2 separate regions of the Macaca mulatta genome follow, and region 2 is linked to region 1. A link is a contact called in public Hi-C data. All regions are on one chromosome and are shown on one strand. Each heading gives the region's core, a stretch centred on a gene start, on an enhancer-like site or on the middle of the called end of the contact. The rest is flanking DNA. Distances are from core to core; before and after follow the strand shown.

Region 1 (5,588 bases), core at 1,965-4,464:
AAACATAACAGTAAATAGGTCACAGTTCCCACCTCAGTTCAGCTCACGGCCTGGATGGGAGACAGACCCACACTTAGATAATTATAATGCAGCTGGGCAAGTACCAGGATCCAGTGATGTATGGGGGTTATTCTGAGCACAGAGGAGAGGTCTCAGGGGCCAGGGCAGGCTTGCCAGAGGCGGCACCAACACTACTGAGTCTTGAATAAGCAGAAATTATAGCTGGGCCAGGCCAAGCGGAGTATAGAGGTGAGGAGGGAAGAGCTGAATTCTTTTCCTGCCTGAACCACCTGTTTAAGAGCAACATGGGGCAACCAAACCAGATGAAGAGGGGAAATTGACAAGCACAAGTCCCTTGACTTTAGAGAACACATTTTAATCTCCCTTTCTTTGTACGAGGGTCTCAAACTCAGTGTCCTGCCATCCAAGCTCTGGCCTATGGGGATCCTTCACAGTTCCTCCCAGGGGGTCAAGGCAACCCAGCATTTCCTGGGGGATGCAGATGAGCTCAGGGTGTGTGCTCATCATGTGCTTGATTGCAGCTGCGTGTGAGTTCACCTGTTACCTGTCAGGATGATCAACAGGAGCTTGGCAGTTGTAATCAGCAATGAGAGATACACGTGTCATTAGGTTAACAGGGTAACATGGGCCAGGCCAGAAGATATGTCTACAAGAGGGTCTCCCTGGTAGCAGCTACGGCCAGAGGAATAATAAAGGCAAGTCCGTCCCAGGTGGGCGCCTCTGCTATTTTCCACTGGAGGCAGGGGCTGAGACCTCGAGTGGGGAAATGCCAACATGGGCCAGTTTCTCTAAGGACTCTGGGGCTCTATTAGCCCCTAGGCTACATTTCTTGACTTTGCCATTGTTATTATTCCCTTTTTTAGGTGGATAGTAGGATAATGGGAGGCAATGTGGTTAAACTTTTTTTAAAAAAATAAATGTTGGCCAGGTGTGGTAGCTCACGCCTGTAATCCCAGCACTTTGGGAGGCTGAGGCGGGCAGATCACCTGAGGTCAGGAGTTTGAGACTAGCCTGGCCAGCATGATGAAACCCTGTCTCTACTAAAAATACAAAAATTAGCCGGTGTAGTGGCTCATGCCTGTAGTCCCAGCTACTCAGGAGGCTGAGGCAGGAGAATTGCTTGAAACTGGGAGATGGAGGTTGCGGTAAGCCAAGATCGTGCCACTGCACTCCAACCTGAGTGACAAGGGTGAAACTCCATCTCAAAAAAAAAAAAAAAAAATTATTGTCTGTATCGAAGGTATCCAACATGATGTTAATGTGATTTTATGAAAAGCAGCCTTTGCAGTCAAGTAGACATGAACTTGAATCTTGGCTCTGCCACTTCAGCTGTGCAGCTTTGAACACTTAACTTCTTTGAATGTGAGTTCCTCACCTATTAAATGGGGTTAATCATGTCTATTTGTATTTATTTCCAAAGGGTGTTGTGAAGATCCAAGGGGATAGCACATGTAAAGCACATTCTTCCTACCTTTTATCTCCCTGAGCTGAGTGTAGTGGCTGCAGTCATTCATTGAACAATTATTTATTGTCCACCTATTGCTAAGCATTGTTCCAGGTTCTGGGGAAACAGTAATGAACAAGTCTCTATTCTCATCAAGTTCACATTCTGGTGGGGAAGCTTGAAAATAAGTAAGTAAACTAAGCAGGATAACTTCAGATAGTGATAAAAGCTACAGAGAAAAGGAAACAGGCCCATAGGATAGAAGTGATTTGGTGGGAGGCCTGAAGAGGCTTTAGGGAGCACGGTGGTCCTTGAACCAAGACCTGGAGGCCAAGAAGGAGCTGGGCCTGCGGAGACCCGAGGAAGAGCATTCCAGGCAGAGAGAAGAGCAATGGCACAATGTGCTGAGGTAGGAAAGCATTTGGCAAGAAAGAAGATGCTTGCAGGAGCACTGTGAACCCTGGGGAGTATGGGATGAGGAGAGGAGCAGGAGCGAGGTCCATGCATGTTCCCTAACTCTGTGCTGAGGTGTTCTTGGTGCTGCTGTGAATTCGGAGGGGCTCTTTGGGATATTTTAAAGGTCAAAGGCAACACTCAACTTCTGTTGTTCTCCATGCAAACTACTAAGCAGTGCAGGATAGCTTGCAGACTCAACATTAGATTGCCCTACATTTTTTTTTTTTTTTTCCTTGAGATGGTGTCTTACTCTGTTGCCCAGGCTGGAGTGCAGTGGTGCGATCTTGGCTCACTGCAACCTCCGCCTCCCAGGTTTAAGAGATTCTCCTGCCTCAGCCTCCTGAGTAGCTGAGAATACAGGCACGTGCCACCACACCCAGCTAATTTTTGTATTTTTAGTAGAGATGGGGTTTCACCATGTTGGCCAGGCTGGTCTGGAACTCCTAACTTCAAGTGATCCACCTGCCTTGGCCTCTCAAAGTGCTGGGATTACAGGTGTGAGCTACCACGCCCAGCCTGCCCTACATGTTTTTTGATAAAACCATATTTTTCAGAAGCTATATTTTCAGTTTTTGTCATTTGCTATGACATAAAACATGTACTATGGGAAAAATCAGTATAGAATAGGGAGTGAGGGTGGCAGTGCCTAATCCAATTCCAAGGTTCGAGAAGTTGCGCGGTGCCCAAAAAGGACACACATCCCATTAGTGAGAAGTTGTGGCTAAGAATAAGATAATTTTTTTTCCTATTTTATATGCATTATTTTTTGTAGTAGCTACTAAGTTGTTAGGACAGAAATACTTCTTACTTTGGGTCTAGCTACTTAATACACAGAACAGTTAGGTATTTCTTTAGGCCTAGGGTTACTGTGAAAAAAAGCATTGAGACATTAAGGGCATGATAAACGGACAAGGTTGGAAACTCAGGGGCTAGGTGATGAGCTGTCATGAAATCTTTCTCATTTCAAGCACACAACCTTATATTGTTGCCTTTTCATAGACTCAGGGGTGTGTGTTTCTGTGCATGTGTGGGTAACCTGAAAAGGTCATCTAGATTTTGTAACTGGGAGGGTCCCCAACCTGCCTGACCATTAGGATCACCTGGGGGAACTTTGCAAAAATAGTTCCCTGGCCTCTGCCCAGGGGATTCTAATTCAGTGGGTCTCACATTTGAATCTGAGTTCAAAGATCTCCGCTCCAACTCGCATTCTTCAGGCATCCAGGATGGCCCAAATAGAGCCGGTCTGCCCAGATCCTGGGGTCCTAGTTGTTATACGTTGTGTCTGGGGCCAGGTTGTGTGGCTTTTTCGGATCCCCAGACGGGGAAGGGGCGTGGATTACGTGTCCGTTGGAACCCTGGGGGAGGTCGGTGCTGGAAGCGTTCATCTCCACCTCCAGTCTGGGTGCGCGGCGTGAGTGACCCGAGATGAAGACGATTCCTTCCGTAGGAAGCCCCTGCCAGGAGTCACCACCTCCCAGGCCCACTGGACTCGGACCCGAGCGTCCTTTGGGGGGCGGTTTCTGGGCGTGGCGGCTGAGCGCGGTTCGGGGAGACGCCGCCGCGAGGTGGCAGCAGCGGCCCTCTGGCAGCCACGGTGCGTCCCGGGGGGCGGGGACGCGCCGGCTTCGGGCGGGCGTGGTCCCTGCTGCGGGCGCCTGGGTTGGCCGGGCGGACCCCGGAGAGGGGGAGCCGCGGGGACGCAGCGACAGCGTCGGGGTGCTGGCAGTGGTCGCCCACGCCTCCCAGGGGTTGCAGGCCTGGGCGCCGGGGTTGGACCAGTCTTCCGGGCATTGCACGCCCTGGTTTGGTCTGTACCCATGGTTTGTGGCGGGGCAAGACGTTAAGTTGGGTAACACCGAGGTGAGCCGCGGTCCTCGGCACCAGATGAGGAACCACTGTCTCAATAAGGTGTGACGTGGAAAATTTGTGTGTCTATGTGTGACTTAAAAATATCTCCTTTGCTGACGTCTAAAATTTCACTATTAGAGATGCAGTCTTTTGTCCTAAAGATTGTTCTCAATTCAAGGCCCTGGGAGGGAGCAGTGCATTAGAACTTGAGGTCTTTAGGGTGAGTCAATGATTTCATCTCATCTTTGTCGGCAAGGCAAGGGTTAGCCCTCAGTGCTCAAGACACAAAGAGGACTGAAGGCGCATTAATTGGTACTTGCTAATCAAGCCTTAGAGACCAGAGCGCTCCCTGGGAATTTTACTTTAGAGAGAAAACTCATTGGCCCTGGAGCAGCCCTACGTCGTATCCACTTTGTGAATGTTTTAGAGAGGGTTAACGGGGTACTAGCACAGTATGATTAGTTCAGTCCATTGGATTATTACTTTGTAAAAGAGGCAGCATCTTTACTAGTGCTGTAATAAATTGCAAAATTATTATCTCCATTTCCGTTCCTTGTAACTTCTTTCTTTGAATTAAGAAAATAGTGTGGTAGGGTACCGTGAACTTTGGAGCCAGAAATTCCTTGCTTGGAGACCCCTGTCTGCCATCTGTTGACTGGCTCTGTAATTCTGGAAAACAGCCTTTCTAAACTTCAGTTTTCTTATCTGTAAAATGGGAAAAATGCCGCCTACTTGGATGGTGATTGTGAGCATTAAATTAAATTCTGGAAGGAAAATATCTGGTATTTGTGTACTGATTTCAGGTCTTGGTGCTCTGTGTGTAATGGTTACTGTGAGAGCTTCCCTGCAGTCCAAATCTGTGTGTCTCATTCTCAGTGACACCAGTGATGCTGTTAAACAAGGGCAGTCCGGTTCATGGATTGTCACAATGCAGACTGACATCAAGGGGACCCTGCTGTCAGGTACAGAGGGCACCACAGTGACCAGGAACTGCCGTCCTTTCATACCAGGCTTTAGGAGGCTTTACCAGAAGGAATGGAAAATGCTGGTGGGCAGTAACATTGAAACGGCATTTGAGGACTGGTTCCGCATAAAACCTTAAATTCTTCAAGGACGTTGACATTTGTTTATTCTTGTAACAAATTGAAACCTATCCTGTGTGTTGGTTAGAGATCTTCAAACTGTAAATACCTTGAGGCAGGAGTGAGGTTTTATCTTTTAAAGGACAGGCCCCTACTCTCCTACGTAATGAGTTTCTAAAAATGGATGTGAGCACCAATCAATATTTCTCTGGTTGTTAAAGTCAAGAATAAAATGGTATTTTTAAGCTCACAACTGTGTAGGATGAATTCTGTACACTTTTAATTCCCTCTGTTCTCCTTTCCTATTTGAAAGCTGATTAGTTTATGGACTTGGGATCAGATTATTCATGCATTGTTTTTTGATGTTGTATGTCTCTTGATTCTAGGGTATTTTTGACACATATTCTGTCTTGTAACCATAGTTAAACAACTATTTTAGACCAACTCTCTGTGTGTAATTGGCTTCAACACTCACTGCTAGTCCTTTGACACTCTATTTTTTCCATTCTTGAGTAATTTTAAGTCATCGTTTGGGCAGTTGAAATATATTTTAAAGTGATTTAAAGAATATGTGAGTGGCAGACATTCTGAGCTCTTTTGGTTGTCTGTCCTCAAAAACTAAACTTATTTGTGAGTAAAATTTTCATCTAAGTGTTTTCCATATCAAAACTCTGTAAGCTACTCCTCCATTGTAGTAGAGACAGAGGTCAGCACAATTTTCATTCCTTCTTTCTCCT
Region 2 (5,588 bases), core at 1,063-3,562, 680 kb after region 1:
ATGTGTCTCTCACTCTTAGGGGCAAAACTGGAAAAATTTTTATTTTGGGGGGCCCCAACCTTCACTCTCTCCACTCCATCCCCTGCCTGTTCTCTCTATCTTTCCTCACTATCAAAACCTCTTTTTAAAGGAAAGAGTCTGATAACATTCATTTACATAAATCTGTAATATTTAATGTGGTGATTTTAGATGTTAGAAGCAGAAGTCTGAAATTAAAGACACATAAGTACAGCAACCATTAAAAAAAGACGTATATAATTCACTGCATCCAGCACAGGGCTAAACCCAGTGGTTGCTCCACAAATATTTGTTGAAAGATGTTCAAAAAAGCATTATTTATATTATCAAACTCCACAAACAATACAAGTATCCAAAAATGGGGAAGCCATTGCAAAATCATCCATATGAAGAAATATTACATAGCTATAAAAATATCTAGAAAAGCTTTTTAATGATCCAGAGGAATAAATGCTTATACTAATGTTAGGCAAAAATAGCAGGATTCGAATTGCTACTATAATATGTCAATTATAAAAATCATATGCACATACAGAAGACAAAATCTATGAGTATCTCTGGAATCCGTGGGATTTGGGGTTATTTTTAGTTCTACTTTTCTGTATTTTTGAATTGTTTATACTTGGTATGAAAGAAATAGCCCAAAGTAAACGTTGTGGAAGATTTACTTGGGGGAAGAAACACTTTTCAGGGGTCCCCGCTAATTACACTGTACTGGTGTGGCCCACTTGGTCTATTATAGAGGAGGAAAGCAGGGAAGAGATAGGGCCTGTCCAGTAAGGGAGGATGGATGGTCTGCCAGCAGAGGATGGACTTTTAAAAACTGCTACAGGGGCTGGGCGCGGTAGCTCACGCCTGTAATCACAGCACTTTAGGAGGCTGAGGTGGGCAGATAATGAGGTCAGGAGTTCGAGACCAGCCTGACCAACATGGTGAAACACTGTCTCTACTAAAAATACAAAAATTAGCTGGATGTGATGGCGCCCGCCTGTAGTCCCAGCTACTCAGGAGGCTGAGGCAGGAGAATGGCTTGAATCGGAACGGAAGTTACAGTGAGCAGAGATGGCGCCACTGCACTCCATCCTGGGCGAGAGAGCGAGGCTCCGTCTCAAAAAAACAAAACAAAAACAAAACAAAACAAAAAACAAAAAATCTGCTACAGGAGTGGGGAGGCCGACCTTTGAAGAAAAAGGGCGTACCCGGTAATATTAGTGCTTTAGTGCCTTTGAACTTATGCAGACTTCCTCTGTTAGAGGGTTTCTGTGTTCTAGGCTAATAGGTTAACCTGACATCTAGAACACCTTCCTCACATTAGTTCCTTACACACCCAAGCCTTCAGGTGCTGAGACATGTTTCTTTTCACCCTGCTCCCTCCACCCCCTACTTTTGAAAACACAGCTGGAATTTTAATTAAAGCCTATTGTGTTGGTACCTCAGTAGTGTTGGTACCTCAGTAATATTCTACATTAATATCTTTAAGAATTAAGGTCATGTCCCCATGTAAGAAAATATTATTTAATGTTGCTTCTATATCATAATATCTATATAAAAGCCCTGGCTATTTTAATAAAGAGACCACAGATTTCAGAATTTATATAAACAGGAAAACATTTTCTTTGGGTTATTTCTGGAAATCCCTTCCAAACATCTGAGTTTTCTTCTAACTCAAGTCTCTTCCCACCTCCTTCCCAGGGGATCTGCTGAAGGGTGTTGTATGTCTCCCTGTGGGACAGCAAACTTCACAGTCAGGATAAAACAAACAAACAAACAAACAATATCAAAACAACACCCAGCAACGGCAACCCCCATCCCTCTCCAAAGTTCTAATTTCCCGCACTTAAAATTAAGTCCTGGGCTATCCTTGTGTTGCAAGAATCTTAGAATCGAAATGGAGGGATTTGATAACTTTAAATCTAAAATTTTCTTCTATTATTTACTAGTTATCAAAATATGCAAACTGCTGATTAGGGAAGGCTGGGTGGCAGGAGCGCCTGCGAAGGCGTAGGGGAGAAGTGTGAAAAGAAATCCCAGCTCTCCCTGGGAGACTGCGTGTGAAAGAGCCCGGCTCCCCCGAAAGCTCCAGGCCGCGTTTTGCAGGCTTCCGCATCTGCCTTCCCTGTCTCTCTTACCTCCTTGATGTTCGGCACTATTTGTGGCCGGCGTGGTGGAAGGACACAGTGAGGTTCTCACCCCCGCCCCCCCACCGCTCCTCGCTCCCATCCCAGTTCCATCAAAACGAACCCGGGCCAGCGCAAGGATCTCCGAGTTGCGAGTGTGCTGAGGCTGGGACTGTCACTCATTCTCCGATCAGCGCGTGAACGCAGCTCGGCTGCCGCTGGCAGGAAACAATTCTGCAAAAATAATCATACTCAGCCTGGCAATTGTCTGCCCCTAAGTCTGTCGCTCTGCCGCCGTCCACACTCGCTGCAAGGGAGGGGGCACAGAATTTACCGCGGCAAGAACATCCCTCCCAGCCAGCAGATTACAATGCTGCAAACTAAGGATCTCATCTGGACTTTGTTTTTCCTGGGAACGGCAGGTACATTTTTTTTTTTTTTTATTCTCAATCTGGTTTGCTAATTACCCCTTCCTCCTACTCCTAGGAGGAACGCTATTATTTTGGGTGGTTTTACGTGGACTGCTAAGGCTGGTCATTTGCGTTTAGCTGTGAAAGGAGCGCGTCGCCCTTGCTGCCCAGCCGAACCCCGCTCCCTCCCGGGCTGCGCTGCACGGGAGCTGCCTCCCCGCGCCGCCAGCGCCCGGCGCCCCTCTGGCGCGTCCGCCCTTCCCACTTTGTGCGCCTGCGGCGGTGGGAGCAGAGCCAGTCGGCTCCTGGGGGCTCAGCGGCCGCGCTGGTGATGGGCAGCGCTCCTTCCCCAAAGGCGGGCGGCGGGGCGGGGGACGTCGCGGCTCGGGTGGTGCCGCTGCACGGGCTCGGATTCCGAGGGGGAAGGGGCTTGTCAGCCCCGGCTCCGGGAAGAGTGAACAATAAGGCTAGGGCAGCCGCCCCAGATCGTTATATCCCCGGGTCTAATAAAGTCAGGATCGCTGCTTTGCCTCCCCCGCCCCAGCCGAATAACGGTTTGCAAAATGGGGCGAAATGGGCAGAATAGCAGGGCTATGTGGCCGTTGTTGCACCCCAGTCGATATGACGTTAGTTTTTCATTTGCCAAATTGCTGGTTAGTTGCAAAGCCTACCCTCGGCCGCGAGCACTGAAGGATGGGAGGGTCGAGCGCCGCGTTTTGACAGGAGGAAGTGCGGAGGGGCGGAGGGCGAGGAGGGCGTGATCGGGTCTGCCTGGTGTGTGCGCGCGTGTGTGCGCGCGCGTGTGCCTTTACACGCGCCGCGTGCCCAGTGTTGCACGGGGCGGGAGAAGAATGGCAGGTAGCCGCCCGAAACACCTCGCCCTGTCTCCTTTCTTTGGGCGAGGTTCTGGATCCTGGCAAAGTGTGAACAATAGGGAGCTGGGAGGAAGACAGTAGTGATGCTGCCGCGGGTGGCGGGGGTTGCGCCGCCGCCCAGAGAACCTCGGCAGCGGGGAGGGAGGTGCATTTCATTTTGGCTATTTCCATCCCGGTCTCCCTGGAAAATTCTTCTGTGCGTGCCCACCCTCCCCTCCAGCTGTCATCCCCCCACCTCCACCCAAGGATTTGCGCTTTGGCTCTGATGGACGGGAGGGGAGGAAGAAAAGCAGGGGCCGCAGAGAGCTGGGTGGGTTGGGCGGACATTCTGGGCGGGGGGGCGTGTGCTGGGAAGCGACTGAGGAAAGCCGGGCGGAGGGGCTGTGTGTCGAGGTTGCCGCTGCCAGGTGCCGTTGTACCTTCTCTGGACTGCCGAGCCCGGGTTGGGGAGCGCACGGGGCGGGTTGGGGAGCGCACAGGGCGGGCTGGGGAGCGCAAGGGGCGGGTCAGGGAGCACCCAGTGAGCCCCCTTCGCGGGCGGCACAGGAGCAGCGCTCGGCCGCCGCCTCCAGCCAACTCGGCTCCCTCCCATGGCGACCAATCAGCGCGAGGCTGGCTGGGCGGGAAGCCGCGAGAGGCTTTTATTGCGGCGCGGGTGGCGGCCAGGAGCTGCCAGGACAGTCTCCCGGTGCTCCAGCCTAACGGTCTCGCTCAGTCACCGCCGGGAGAAACCCCGCCCTGCGGCCGGTCCCCAGCCTGCCCGGCAGTTTCTGAGGAAATAAAATGGAGACTAGGTGGTCACCTGGAGTGCTCCTGGTCCGGCCGCCCGTGCTCGCCCACTCTCGCCTCTTTCTTGCCGACTTGGAGCATCCCACCGCCCCCGCCAGCGCTCACTCTCGCGCTGCAGAATCCGAGCCTGAGCGCGTCGCCGGGGAGGGCACCCTGGCAGGCACACCGACGCGCGTGCGCTGACCGGCCGGGCCGCGGGCCGGGGGCGCTACTGGCGGCGGGGCGGGGCCGTGGTAGGGCCCGGAGGGGTGGGGACCAAGCCTAGTCTGCCTGGCGCTGGGTCTCCGCTGCCACCTGGGCGGGGGCCACCCCGGCTATGCCCCTTTCCGCGGTCCCGTGGGTGCTGCGACGCGACCTGTCCGCACGGCGGGGGGGGAGGGTGTGTTTTTGAGACCTCCTCGCTCCCAGGTGGGGCGTGACAATGGAACCCGGATCTTTGGTGGGCCTTTTGGGGGATCGCCTGGCGGTCCTTTCCATCATCGTGATGGGTACAGTCATCAGTATTTGGATCCCGTGGAAGTTGCAGGCCCAGGAATTCCCACTGGGATATTCGTGGAGGCCCAGGCAGGGGAGGCATTCTGACCAGTGTTCCCTGGAATGAAAGCGACCTCTTTCCTGGCCTGGTACCTTGAGAATGGGAAGAAGGCAGAACGTGAAACACATACAAGGTTGCTTAACAAAAGAAAGAAGTCGAATGGTTTTCTAAAAAGAAATAATTTCCCATTAAAATGTCTTTTGTACCATATATTTAAAAAAAAATCAAAGAATTCAAGTCAAAGGGTCAGAATGAAAATGAAAATATAACACACAAGTATATATACATATGTATATATATCTGAGGATTTTTTTTTTTTTTGGACTCAAATGTAGCATGTCCAGGGCAGTGGTAACTGAGTTTATGTGCTCCGCTCTGTGCATATGAAAATTTACATATAAGGCAAGCTAACGTTAATATATCAAGTGAGTCCGATGGGCTGCCCCCTCCTCTTTTGATGTCCTCTGCTCTTTAGAAATGTAATGAAAGGTTGTGCAATTGCATAGTAAATTTGAGTTTACTCTAGTATAAATTTTGGATGTTTTGAAGAATTGTTTGCTTGAACGATCTGGGATGGTTAAATCACATGTTTACTTGATAATTTTAGTCTTGTGTCAGTTAAACTTGCAAGAGTCAAGGAATGGATAGGACTGGGTTTCTAACAAGATAACACCGGTTAAGAACAAAGAGCTACTTTACAAAAGCTAACATTGAAATCACGTAGTATACATAATATCTCTGACTAAGCAAATTAAGGTGCGCTTCCACAAAGTTTACTATGAGCACAGTTATAGTGAGCCATATATTTTTGTTGATTTTCATTTTAAGATTGAGAATGTGTGTT

The links. A called contact is a pair of places that touch in the nucleus more often than the background predicts.
Region 2: a Hi-C map of fetal cortex germinal zone shows a contact between it and region 1, with 5 times the contacts expected there. The contact joins the promoter of NCAM1 here to the promoter of LOC693603 in region 1. A contact is called at or near these places in 2 of 14 Hi-C or Micro-C datasets (fetal cortex germinal zone and fetal cortical plate).

Annotation. Positions count from the first base shown.
Region 1 is chr14:113,032,927-113,038,514 of T2T-MMU8v2.0, forward strand. It overlaps LOC693603, which reads left to right and starts at 3,215. Exons shown (of 4, transcript XM_077964286.1): 1 at 3,215-3,829. The coding sequence starts at 3,347.
Region 2 is chr14:113,713,939-113,719,526 of T2T-MMU8v2.0, forward strand. It overlaps NCAM1 (neural cell adhesion molecule 1), which reads left to right and starts at 2,313. Exons shown (of 19, transcript XM_077964293.1): 1 at 2,313-2,557. The coding sequence starts at 2,506.